Linked DNA regions of Ovis canadensis: region 2 is linked to region 1. Evidence: chromatin contacts called from public Hi-C data. All regions are on one chromosome and are shown on one strand. Each heading gives the region's core, a stretch centred on a gene start, on an enhancer-like site or on the middle of the called end of the contact. The rest is flanking DNA. Distances are from core to core; before and after follow the strand shown. Region 1 holds the start of SLC2A3 (solute carrier family 2 member 3). Region 2 has its middle 29 kb from the start of FOXJ2.

Region 1 (3,718 bases), core at 639-3,138:
TTTAAAAAAGAGAAATACCATGAAGATAAAATTTAAAAAAAGAAAATTAAAAAACAAGAGATTAATGTACTAGAACTCAGCTGGTTGGTAGTATGAAAACAACAACTTAACCGTTTAGGTAGTGAATAAGGAACACAAAAGAACTGAAGAGCTTATCTGGTGATATAGATGATCATGAAGAGTAAACCTGGGGAAATTCTGGAAAGAAAATTTTAGAAGGGACAAGTTAGGAGAACTGGGTTAGTCCATTTGTAAGTATTCAAACAGCAGCCCCAGGTAAATAAATCCCCAGGCAAGCACAGAATTGTGCTCAGGGATAGAAAAAACTGAGGGCAGACAGCAAAGCCTTAGGATTGTTCTTAGAACAGATTATTCTGCGACCAGCTAGAGCCTGTGTAGGCTCACCCGTACCCCAAATTCCACAAAAGCACGAGTGGTACTGATGTGTCGTCATCACCAGGCTGCTCGCAACTCTGGGTCACAGAATCTGCAGGATCCGCCCGCCGTACCACCGTACCCTTCCTTGGTCCCATCTGAAATTCTTCCCGTTCCCTTAAAGAGGTACTGCTATCCCCCACCCACCCACCAGGGGGCGAGAACAAGCTGACTCCCAATCCAAAATGGAGACATTTTGTGAGGGGGCTGTGCTGAAACCAACCCAGTCATCACTCACCTTGTCGGGGATAATTCTAGTAGGTGTGATCTTAATTTCCACCCCAAGAGAGCTCAGTTTTTATGCCTGAGAGCTCCCCGCCCCCGCCAACCCTTTCTCATCTTAAACTCCTTCCCTATCAAGTCAGGCAGTGGCAGGCCTCGAGTTAACAGTTCCCCCAAATTGACCTTGCCTCCACCGGCATCTAAGTACCCCCGAGGCCAGCGGGGGCAGCGCTTTCTATTTCATTCACTCCTTTTAGTAGAAACCTCTTATTTTCTCTCATCATTTAACTCCTGAGGGCCTTCCTACTTTTTCATCCCTTCTCCCATCTTTTATTTTCAGATAAATTACCTTAGTGAAAATGCCCTTCTCCCAGCAAATACCGCATCCACAACACTCAATAATAAATATACTGTGCTGTTACAATCATGGAATTCTCTCTCGTTAGGTAATTCAGGGAATCCCACAAGTCATAGAACAGATGATGGCTGGACACCGACCCGGCACCCCGAAAACAAACCTCAGGTCTTTTCAAGGTCTAAAGCATCAACACCACCATACGCCCCCGATCCCCTGAACGCTCAACTTCACATCCTCAAAAGCATGTAATTGTATTAAAGAAAACACAAACACACACACCCATGTGTGTAATACAAACAACTTCTCCAGGTGACTTTTCCCACACCAAGAAGGTGAATGGAACTGGGATAAATCCTTCATAGGACATGACATCCGAAAAGAATTGTGGAAGTGCGGCACTGCAGGCTGGGAGAGCAATGGGAAAGGCTTCCAGATTGCTAGGTGACTCCGCGGAACAGAGCTCAGCCAACGCCGGTATAGCTTGCCTTTCCAAGTGCAACCCAAGCCGGCAAAAATAACCGGTAACCGTATCGCTCTTACCTTCGTGGTCCCCATGGCCCTAATTTAATTCTTTTCAAATCTTCGATAAAGATCTAGGAGTGGGACTCCAGAGACCCCTCTTCCAGGCAGCAAAACCTCCAAAATGTCCTCTATCGGCGGCAAGTTTTCCTCCAGGTCCTCAGTAGCGGAGCCTATATCTCATGCGCCTATATAAGCTTCGGAGAGGGCGGAGCCCGGGAGACAAGCCCCCAGCCCCACCCTACCCGCCTCCAATCTTTGGAGCTCCTCGTAAGTGTAGACCTCAAACACTGCCCCCTCCCTAGGCAACACCCCCCAACCCACCCTTCAAGCCTGCTTTGAAAAACCACATCCTGCCCCCACCCTACTTCATTTTTTTTTTTTAAAGCTTCTCCTCCTTCCCCGTTTTAAGAGCACGTTTCACAGACAAAATGCTACCAGAAAAACCCTGGAGGGAGGGCAGATACACTTTATTTTTTGCTCTCGCAAGGGCTCAGAATTGAATCAATCCGTAAAAAGGTGAGAATAAAGGCTATCCATATTCGGCAAAGGTCGCTGGATGTGAACAGAAAACATTCATAATCCTATGACTTTATCAGCTGCTCTTTGATTGCAGGCTGTGTCTACAATCTTGGAGGGGAGGGAAGGACAGTCTGGAGAAGGAAAGCCAAAGAAGGAAGAATTGGAAGAGCTTTTGGCTCCACTTGCCCTCTGACTTAGCATAGTCTCTCCTGGGAGAAAACCTGAATATCCAGGAGCCAAACCAATTCTTCCTGGGTTCCAGGAAGCAGAGAATCAGCTGGCCTGGGACACAATCCACACTCCTGAAAATGTTGTTCACCAGCTTCCCACCCAGCTGAATCCCACCCACTCTGCAGTGTTTTGCCCCTAGTCCCATGTTGACAGCATCTAGAGAGAGAACAGCTGTAAGGTTCCATTAAACAGGTATTTTATTTGCAGAGCACAAACTGTGTATCAGAAAGAAGTTGGGGATTCATCATTAGAGAAGATCAAAAAATCCAGGCCCTCAGGAATCGACGGTGCTCCCCTTCTTCCACTTCAAACATTCAAGAGGGACCAGGGCAACTGCTTCTTACACAGCTGGAGAGAACTGCCAACATCCTATTCCTTCTAGGCTGTGAGAGAAAAGCATGAGATACACATCTGATTTCCAAGCCATACAAGAGAAGTGAGCAAGATGAGGAGGAAAAAGATAGAAGGAAAATGAGAGCAGAGGAAGATGAAGGAAAATAAAAGGCCAGTGAAGTGACTCCCATGTGAGAGTAAAGGAAGGGGGACAGTTTAGTTGTAGTTAAAGAGTTGGGTGAGCAATTATGTCAGGCCTTTATGGTGGGAAATTATCAATAGTCAAGTTCCCAATGCCTATTAATCTGTAGCCTAGCAACCCCAGCCGGGGGAAGAGGGGCAGAAACAGGTGAAGAGGTAGAATTTGGCTGGAGGAGTCACTGCTGATAGTGTATCTTCCTTTGGGGTTTTGGTTGGGCACCTGGAATCCAAACTGGCACTACGGGGCCTGAAACAAACCACCTCATGTGGTCTGTCCTTAAATGAGGATTAAAAAAAAAAACCAACTGAAGTATAATTGACTGACATTTTTATATTAGTTTTAGGTGTACAACATACTGATTCGGTATTTTTTATTATTTTGGGGGGATAAAAGTTTTTTGTTTTTATCTTTTTAAACTTTTTCTTCTATATTGGAGTATAGCCGATTAACAATGTTGTGATAGTTTCAGGTGGACAGAGAAGAGAACTCAGTCACACCTGGTTTGATATTTATATACGTTACAAAATTATCACCACTAAATGAAGGCATTATTCAGTCTGGCTGTTAGCGGAGAAAACTGGCGATGAGTGAAACGTGACTTCCAAAAAAACCTTCCCATGAGTCCTGCCTCCCCTCCCCCGCGTCACCCCCCTGTATTCCAGGAAACCCTGAGCCAGGAGGCCCCTTTAGTTACCACAGCAACTGAGTTTAGCAGCCTAAGGACAAAGAATATCCTGTATGGCAGCGCTGCCAGCAGAAATTCAATCTAAGCCATTTATATAAGTTTTCTAAGTGACCACATTAAAATTTTTAAAAGAAAAACATTAGAAGAATTGATTTTCATAATTATTTTATTTGACCTGATAGCCAAAATAATACTATTTGAACAAATAATG
Region 2 (3,665 bases), core at 669-3,168, 59 kb after region 1:
CCAAAAAACTCATAGTAACACCAAGCCTTCCAAGTGACTCCTAAACATGCTAGAGTTTTAGAAGCATCAACTGGTTAAAAAAAAAAAACAAACCCTCAGCAAAGTTCCAGAACATCTGTCTGAGTTGAGAAGATGGTTGGTACAAGGACAGAAGTTAACATTTTTATTTGAAATAAAGTCAGAATTTTTCTGACACAAACCAAGTATGATTTGGCATACTGCCTTGCCCAAGGACAATGGCTTTGTCACGCAGTTGATAATTTTACATATGGAATGAGTTATGTTTGTAATCAAAGGTTTAAAAAACTCTACAGGAACCCACATATATGGTTGTAATTTCTCATTTTAAAAAATCTTTATTTTTAAAGGATTATTTTTTACCTTTCTGATTTTTGTCTCTGCTGGGTCATTGCTGTGGGGGCTTTTCTCTAGTTGCAGCAAGTGGAGGCCGCTCTCTAGTTGGTGCACAAGCTCTATGGTTTGTCGGCTTCAGCAGCTGCACTTCTCTGGCGGTAGAGCACAAGCTCAGTAGTTGTGGCACATGGGGAACTTCAGCATTGGCAGGCTGATTCTTTACCACTGAGCCACCAGGGAAGCTCTTAAAAGTGGTGTTTTTTTTTTTTTTTTCCCTCTTTGATGTGGACCATTTTTAAAGTCTTTACTGAATGTGTTACAATATTGCTTCTATTTTATGTTTTGGCTTTTTGACCGCAAGGCATGTGGGATCTTCGTTCCCTAACCAGGGATCAAACCCACAGCCCCTACATTGGAAGGTGAAGTCTTAACCACTGGACCGCCAGGGAAGACCCATGTATGGTTGTAATTTAGGGGCAAGAGGAGCCTGAAATACAGCCGCAATTACAGGCTAGCTCTGCTCCTCAACCAGAGGGAGGGGCATGTTTTCTCTGCACAGAGGGAGGGTCCCTAGAAAACTGCCCATTCCGCTTCCCGCCCCCCCAGGCACCCCTTTTCTCAATCTGCACAAAGGTGCCAGAAAGGCTAACAATAGCCCTGAAACCCATCGAGACAGCAGAAACTCATCCCGGAAAGTAATTAAAACATTTTAGATATCAACTTAAAAATGAGTGTGTGTGAGGGGGAGGGGTAGATGGGGGGGCGGGGCAGGGGACAGGTTGTATAGTTTTTCAAAATTATTTTCTGAGTCAACAAGCCAAAACGGAGATTACTGTATCTGTCTCTCCTTCCATGTTGCTCGGGCGCACACACCCCTGCCCAAGTCTCTGCCTTTCTCTGATTCTTATATCACATCAAAGCCCATCCGTTCCTTTAACCTTCTGCCTGATCTTTCGCCTAAGCGTTCTCAAGTTTATTCTTTTCTTTTGCGGGCGCTGCCAATTCACTTCTAGGACCACACACTCGAGCCTGACTAAATACACCAACCCATCATTAGCTCATCTCGGCTGGATTCTCATTTCCACCTCCTGTAAACCCACAAGAGCAGGGAGGGTGCCCCAAAGGCACACACTGCCACCTAGCGGCCGATGGTTTACCAGGCGACTGGGGCGACCCCGGGCGTTTGGCAGGGGCACCAGGGCGGAACCGCCAGCGTTAGCTCCCTCCGCTGGGGTCATGGCCTTATCTCTGTTCGGAAACATCTTTCCACGTCTTTTTCTCTCAAAATTCATTCCATCTTTCAAAGTCCAGCGTAAACGTCATTTCTTTTTTTTGATCTTCCAAGGAAGAGGACCCCACTCCTCTACAAGTCTCAGCGTGGGTTCAGCTGTTTCACTGGAAGGCCTGGAGAGCCACACTGCCTAATCCCAACTCTTTCTCTTCCTCTAGTCCTTCAAAGACTCGGGGCCTCTGAAGTGTGTGCCATCAGGATATTGCAGTCTGTGATCCCCTGGGCCACTTCCCTTCATTCCCTGGAAATCTGAAAACCTGACTCATTCTCCTGGTTACACAACGCCTGCTGTCATCATTCCTAGCGGCTGCGTCATCCCTGGAAACAGTTCAGCCCTGTGTTGGCCTCAGTTCCTTGTCCGCTCATTTCCAATCATCCTATTTTCCAGTCCACCTCGCACTCATTTTCATGGTGACACCCTAGCCTGAGTCATTAAAAATAAATGCTTTTCTTCCCAAACCTCTGTTTCTTGAATCTCACACTGATCATGGCCTCTCCAACAATTTTTTTTTTTTTAATGTGGACCATTTTTAAAGTCTTTCTTGAAATTGATAGTGCTTCTGATCTCGTGTTTTGGCCATGAGGCATGTGGGATCTTATTAGCTCCCTGATCAAACCCGCACCCCCTGCTTTGAAAGGCAGTTTTAACCACTGGATGGTCAGGGAATTCTCCTTTAACCATTTCTTAATAGGAGCAGGATCTCTAAGTTATTAACTCTATTAAATTTTCACTTCATCACCCTTCTATTTTTACTTTCCATATCCCCTAACTTAAATGGTTAGATTCATCACTATAAGCACTACTTTGCAAAAACTTGCAACTCCTTAACACTTTTCTCCCTCCTGTTATATTCCTGGGTAAAACCCCAACCCTTGGTTAAATCCAACTCTAGTTACTCTGCTTGCTTGCATTCACTAACTAAATAAATATAACTGGAGAAAAACCTGCAACCATGCTAACTGGTATCACATTGAATTAGATGATAATCTCAAGTGAGCTCTCGGAACTGCTCTGCAAAGCTTTATTTTCCCAAATTCACTCCCTATTGTATAACAATTTCACACCTTTTCCTCCCACCTCAAATTTCCAAGATCTCCTTGTCCTTTTTCACACTGAGTTGATAATCTCATTTCTTATTTCTTTGAAAAACGAAAGAAATTTCTCACCATTCTAATTCATTATCAAATCTACCTGAATCAGTATCCACACTCTCAGCTTGCTTCTTGTTGAAATGGATGAACTGTCTCCTGCTCCCCGGCTCAGGAAGATCCCCTGGAGAAGGAAATGGCAACCCACTCCAGTATTCTTGCCTGGAGAATCCCATGCACAGAGGAGCCTGGTGGGCTACAGTCTGTGGAGTCGCACAGAGTGGGACACGACTGAGCGACTGGACAACAACCACCCATCGGCTAAGGCTGGTCCCTCCACCACAGAACTGACTCCTTTCCCTCTCACCTTACTCAAGAATTTCATCCTAAACACATTTCCCTTATATCATCTCATTTCCCTTTCTACTAGATCAATACCATCATATCCCTTAACAACACTCTCCTTTAGATAAAGACAGACTTCAAAAAAGTAGATGCTTCTGAGAAGGTGAGATGTTGGCAGACTCTTACAATACATACGAGATTCTATTTCTCAAGCAGGGTGGGTATCAAGGTGTCCATTTTAAAGATTCTTGCCTTTTTCATAAAGATGGTGCTGAAAGCGAGGGAAGCGGTGCTGAAAGACATCTACATCTGCCTCTGAAGGCAGCCCAACACCCCTGGAAGAGCACTCCCAGGAGGAGGAGGCCTGACCCTGTGCCACCATCAAGGCCTGCTGACCTGGGTGATCCATGAAGAAGACAACAATATACTTGTGTTCACTCTGGGGTCAAGGCCAACAAGCACCAGATCAAATAGGCATGTCATGGCCAAGGTCAACATTGTGATCAGGTCTGATGGAGAGAAGTCCAACTGGCTCTTGACTGTGATGCTTTGGAGGGTACTAACAAAGTTAGGAGAAGGAAATGGC

The links. A called contact is a pair of places that touch in the nucleus more often than the background predicts.
Region 2: a Hi-C map of fibroblasts shows a contact between it and region 1, with 4 times the contacts expected there. The contact joins the enhancer-like site here to the promoter of SLC2A3 in region 1. A contact is called at or near these places in 2 of 2 Hi-C or Micro-C datasets (fibroblasts and lung).

The regions. Positions count from the first base shown.
Region 1 is chr3:213,268,087-213,271,804 of ARS-UI_OviCan_v2, forward strand. SLC2A3 (solute carrier family 2 member 3) reads right to left here and starts at 1,889. Exons shown (of 10, transcript XM_069585800.1): 1 at 1,556-1,889. The coding sequence starts at 1,570.
Region 2 is chr3:213,327,398-213,331,062 of ARS-UI_OviCan_v2, forward strand. No RefSeq gene overlaps it. Among named protein-coding and RNA genes, the nearest start is that of FOXJ2, 29 kb to the right of the region's middle. Within about 2 kb of position 1,919, the one cell type or tissue checked has open chromatin away from gene starts, as enhancers often do. A contact at or near this core is called in fibroblasts, where this site is marked.